Linked DNA regions of Sus scrofa: region 2 is linked to region 1. The links are chromatin contacts, called in public HiChIP or PLAC-seq maps. All regions are on one chromosome and are shown on one strand. The core of a region is the stretch at or near the end of the contact, and the rest is flanking DNA. Distances in the headings are between cores, read along the strand shown.

Region 1 (2,700 bases), core at 75-2,574:
CTCTACCTAAACCTTCACCAGTTAGATAACTCAAAAGACTTTCTGGTAGAGGTAGAGAAAAGGTTATAGGAAAGTATACAGGGAAAGCAGAAAATTGTAGTTTAATTAAAAAGCAGAGTCATTCAGAATTAACAAGCAATTAACCAGGAATTGAGGAATTCCTATGAGAGTAAGAGGGGCAGGGAAACCACAAAAAGGTCTCAAAGTCTCTGAGCAGGGTACACGGTTCAGTGTACCGAAAGAAAATGCAAAACACGAAAACACTGTGCAGAGCAAAAGGGATAAAATACGTTCCTGGGAAAAAGAAGTTATTAAAATGTTAAAGATCAGGGCATAGGCAGTGTTTCTGGTTTTGCCTGGAAACTGGGGGCCAGGAAAGGGTTGCATTCCCAGGTAACCATCCCGAAAATAAAGCACTGCTTAATGAGGTAGGGGCCAAGAATAAACAATGGGGGAGGGGAGGAGTGGCTTATTACCTTTATGGAGGATGCTGGTCAGAGGCTCTCTGCTGCTTCTCTGGTGGTAGACCCTTCCTGCCCTCTCGCCTCCTCAAGCCAGCTCAAACCTGGAGATCAGAAAGCAGAAAGCTGTGCAGAGCCCCGGGGCGAGGAGGAGGGGGATCTGAGGAGGGGAGAGCAGAGGAAGAGAGTGGTAAAGGCAGGCAGGAAGAAGCAGGGATTCTCCTCCCTCCCAGGCCAGCCCCCTTCCCCTCCGGGAGGTAACTGACTTTACCTGTCTCCTCAGCTGCTGCTTCTCTTCCTCCTTTCAGCCTCCTCCACACTCACCAACTTCTCCATTGAAGAAACAGCCCAGGCAGGGCCGGACGCGGCTGTTCCTGGTCCTCCTCGGTGCCTCACGGCCCCAGTCCGGCCAGCATCCACACAGCCGAGCCGACCTGAGGCGGCGGTGCTGGCCGCCGGGCAGCCTCGGGGCAGGGGTGCAGGGAGGAAGTCCCGGCTCGGGTGGGGGGGCAGTCCCGGTCTGAAGGCTCAGAGCAGGGGGCTGCCGCGCTCCGGGCCGGAGGCTCCCAGCCACTGGGGGCACAGGAGGTCTCGGGGCAGCGAGGTCCCGGGTCATACAGGGTCCCAAGTGCCAGCCGCGGGGGCTCCAGGCAGGGGGCTTTCGGGATGCACTTTGCACTGGGCCACCCCCGCCCCCTCCCTCCAGCACTTTGGGGTCACTGGGATGGGACCAAGCCTTCAGCAGCCAATCAGCGGCCGCACTGGAGCCTGAGCCCGGAGCCGTAAACCAGGTCCGGAGTGGGTGGGGGTGGGGGGTGGGGACAACTTGGTTGGTTGGTTGCTTCCTTCTCTCCTCCTACCCCCAGCAGCCCCCACCCCTTGCCTGCCGTAAAGCCGCCTGCGCATTCGCGACAGTTAGGGGAGGCGTGCCGATTGGGGCTAGGACTCCTCTCGGATTGGCCTCACTCACTTCCCCTTCTGAGGCTTCCAATGCTCCGCCCCTGGCGGAGGGACTCCAGGCGGTTGCTAAGAAACGCGGTGCGCCGCACAGGGCCTCTGCGCATGCGGGAGAAGGCAACGCCGGGTTCTCTCCGCGAACTACGGTGGCCCGGAAGGGGCCGGTGCTCACGCGAATGGCGGTGCGGAGTCAGGGTGGCTCGAGCTGGTTCCCTGCAGGTAATTGGCAGCGGCCGCTAACTTTGGCGGCGCGGGAGGCGTGTGTGCGACCTACTGAGAGGCTGTCTCTGGGCTTAGGCTTAGGCTTAGAAAGGCGGCAGTCTCCAGGAGGCGAGGAGAGGGGAGCCTTGTCCCACCGCCCTCTTCAGCGCTTCTCAGACGCGGGTGCCGGGCCTTGGCAGGTCTTTCGGCCCCCGGGGCTCCGTTAGTTCCCAGGATGGCGTTCCTCGCCTGGCGAAGAAAGAGAGTCCTGTGGGCTGGCGGTGTCGCTTCAAGGGTTTGCCTGGAAGGGTGAAGTCCCTCAGGAATTCCTGTGGCTGAAAGGGAGAGAGGGGAAAATACGGGAGATGGCCATGTTTATTAAGTGCTTCTTTTCATTGAGCAGGTATTTACCGACCGGGCACTGTTGTAGCCGTTAGGGAGACCTCGGTGAACGAGGTAGATGCAATCACTCATCATCGTGGAGTTTTCACTTTACCAAGGGAGACTGACAAACACGAAACTATTTATCAGGTAGAGATAGGCTATGTAAAGGGAAGCGGAATGGGGTGGAGATTGGCTAAGATGTGATGGCTGTTTTGATAATAAAGGTCCCTGAGAATGTGGCATTTGAATAGTGATCTGAATGAGGAGATGCCAGCCATGCCAAGATCCGGGGTCGGGTGGGTTGGGGAGGATTTTGCAGGCGGAGACATCAAAAGTGCAAAACCTCTGATGCTAGAATAACTTTTGCTGTGGACAGAAACTGCAAGAAAGAGAACCAGGTAGTCCAGCATCATAGGAGGGATAATGGTTTGTGGTGAAGTTGGGGTTGATGGTGAAGCGGCGCGACAGTCTCCAGATCTTGTAGGACCTTGTAGCGGGTGGTAAGGTGGTAGAAAAATGATCATAACTCTATGTTTTGAAAAGATCACTGGCTGCTGGAGAAAGCTGTAGCTGAGAGTGGGGTTATAGAAAGACTGTTGTGATAGTCCAGGCAAGAGTTGACTTTGTTTTAAACTAAGTCACCCAATTCACCAGACCTTTGGCTACCATCAGTGTCCTCAAAGAAAGGCCTAATTAT
Region 2 (2,700 bases), core at 166-2,665, 650 kb before region 1:
GGAGTGCTCTTTCAAGATTAAGAAAAACGTTCAGGAGTTCCCATTGTGGCACAGTCGTTAACGAATCCGACTAGGAACCAAGATTGCAGGTTCGATCCCTGGCCTCGCTCAGTGGGTCAAGGATCCGGCATTGCGGTGAGCTGTGGCGTAGGTTGCAGACGAGGCTCAGATCTGGCAGTGCTGTGGCTCTGGTGTAGGCCGGTGGCTACAGCTCCAATTAGACCCCTGGCCTGGGAACCTCCATATGCTGCGGGTGCAGCCCTAGAAAAGACCAAAAAAAAAAAAAAAGTAAAACGTTCAGGCTTTCTTTGCCAAGGCACATGAATTCAAGTTCTTCAGTGAGGAGCCCTTCTTACTGCTTTTCCGACTCAGTGCTGAAAAGGCCCTTGTGAAGTCTCAGAGGTCGCCCCCTTGAGAAAAGTCTGGGTGAGGCAGCCAAGGGAGCCCTGGGCCTCCAGCCTCGCGTGGGCACACACTCTGAGGTCCTCCTGGCCCTATTCCTAATCCTCATCCCTTTTTTTGAGACATGACTAGGTACCTTCACTTTAAATCCTTCTTCAAGAAAATCTCAAGGTCAGATTTCAAAAAGTGTGGTTAACCTTGAGGACGCGGGTTCGATCCCTGTCTTCGCTCAGTGGGTTAAGGATCCGGCCTTGCTGTGAGCTGTGGTGTATGGGTTGTACATGTGGCTGGATCCTGTGTTGCTGTGGCTGTGGCACAGGCCCGGAGCTACAGCTCTGATTCAGCCCCTAGCCTGGAACCTCCGTATGCCCTGGGTGCGGCCTAAAAAGGGGGGGTGGTGGTTAAGGTTGGCCTCAGAGAGGTGGCGGTGGGTGAGGGGTGGAGGTGGGCCAAGAAAACAGCCAGGACGCTATTAAACATAATCATCAAGCCTTGTGACACTCAGTAAGATTCAGTGCGAGGTGGGGCCATTGGTTGTTGGGGTCATTCTTTTTCCAGAGATTTTGATTCTAAAGAATAGAACTCCTAGGCGAGCGGGGACTTTCTGGGCCAGGATTAAGGGTGTGGGCGCAAATCCGGTTTCCAACCTCCCCGGACGACCTCGGTGTCCAATCAAAAGCAAACACTCCCTAAGGAGGTTGTGAGGAAGTCGCCAAGAGGCCGAAGGCGCAGCGAAGCTGGGACACCCCTCAGGCAGCAGGTCACCCCGCCCCTCCCCGGTCTCTCTCAGCTCCTCCGGGATCTAGCCACCGCCCCTCCCGAGCAATCGCTTTTCAAGCCCTCACAACTCTCCCTCCCTCCTCCCCTCTTCCCCGCTGGGTCGCTTCGGCCACGCCCTCGCTACGATTGGCCGAACGCTTGGGCCGGGTCGCGACGCGATTGGCTCGGACGCCTGAATGCCGGCTTGGCGCGCCACGTGTACATAGGGGTTGGCCGGAAGGAGAAGGCTCCAGTTGACGCAGCCGGCCGGGCCAGGCCCTACGCTGGTGGCTATGGAGCAGGACGGGGACCAGCTGTCCGCGCGGCCGGCCCTGGAGACCGAAGGCCTGCGCTTCCTTCACGTCACGGGTGAGTTGGCATGGGCCGCTGGGCAGAGGGTTTGCACCGCCATGTTCGGTGGGTGGTTCTCCGCTGCGCCCGGGCCAGGCCCGGCCGGCACCCGGCTGTCAGCGCCGCACGCAGGCCCGGGCAGTGGGCCCGGAGCGCGCGTGGAAGCCCTCCCAGAGCGGCGCTTCCCTGGGCGGCGCCGTCGACCCTTTTTTTGCGCTAGTCCTTTACTCGATACGGAACAAGCCTTTCCGGGTTGCGGTTACTGGGGTCACTCGCCGCTTGGTGTTTGCCTCAGGCCTCGGCTCCCCGCCCCAAGCGCACCCCCGGCGCTGTGTTAGCCCCGCAAAGTCACCCCTTTCTATATGTTGGCAGAATCTGAAAGGCCTTTGGTCTCCTGAGTCAGTACACTTCCCTTCACCCCTCGAAACCCGGCTGGCGTACCCCACATCCTCCGGACTTGCCCCCTCGTGTTCCCCAAGTGGTTGAGAAGTCCCTTCTCAGTGGTCCCTGAATTGTCGCACTTCTCCCTGTTGTAACTGCCTGCTTAGGAGATCTCAGCCAGACCCGGAAGGAACTAGGCTCATTTTGCCTTTGTGGAATTTCATGGAAAAGCCCCGTCTTTTTTCCTTTCTTGAAAACTGTTTCTTCTTTCCAGTGGGCTCCCTGCTGGCCACCTATGGCTGGTACATCGTCTTCTGCTGCATTCTTCTCTACGTGGTCTTTCAGAAGCTGTCTACCCGGCTGAGGGCCTTGAGGCAGAGGCACCTGGATGGAGCTGCTGCTGCCCTGGGTTAGTGCCTGATAAAAAATCAAGGCGTGGCTTTACACTTACTTAAATATTTCAAAAGTTAGTCTGATATTAAGAGTAAGAAGTACAACTCTATGTAGAAGGGAAACTATTTTATGCTTCTGAAATTGATTTTGGTGAATGTACCATAGGTTTTTGTTTCAGTTGCAGCTTTTAATGGGAGAAAAACTCTGCTTGATGGTGTGTAGGGCACTCCCTGTGTATCTTGTTGCGTGGTTTTTCACTTAACAGCATAGGTTAGAGCTTCACATTTTCTCCATATCCATGGCTCTTGCGGGCTAACTCTGAGCTATCTCTAGAGCCATTGTGAGTGACAAGAAACTCTTTTAGTTTTTCACAGCCACTGCATTTTGATTTCCTCATCAGACCTGATATAGATT

Evidence for each region. HiChIP or PLAC-seq counts read pairs in DNA pulled down with a chosen protein or histone mark.
Region 2: an H3K27ac HiChIP or PLAC-seq map of alveolar macrophages shows a contact between it and region 1, with 5 times the contacts expected there. The contact joins the promoter of SELENOS here to the promoter of ASB7 in region 1. A contact is called at or near these places in 1 of 5 promoter capture datasets (liver), 1 of 47 Hi-C or Micro-C datasets (alveolar macrophages) and 1 of 2 datasets of contacts at active chromatin or transcription factors (alveolar macrophages).

The regions. Positions count from the first base shown.
Region 1 is chr1:139,190,031-139,192,730 of Sscrofa11.1, reverse strand. ASB7 (ankyrin repeat and SOCS box protein 7) reads right to left here and starts at 1,324. Exons shown (of 6, transcript XM_003121646.4): 1 at 733-1,324; 2 at 477-565. It overlaps LINS1 (protein Lines homolog 1), which reads left to right and starts at 1,493. Exons shown (of 7, transcript XM_013993232.2): 1 at 1,493-1,637.
Region 2 is chr1:139,835,638-139,838,337 of Sscrofa11.1, reverse strand. SELENOS (selenoprotein S) reads left to right here and starts at 1,415. Exons shown (of 6, transcript NM_001164113.1): 1 at 1,415-1,530; 2 at 2,168-2,302. The coding sequence starts at 1,455.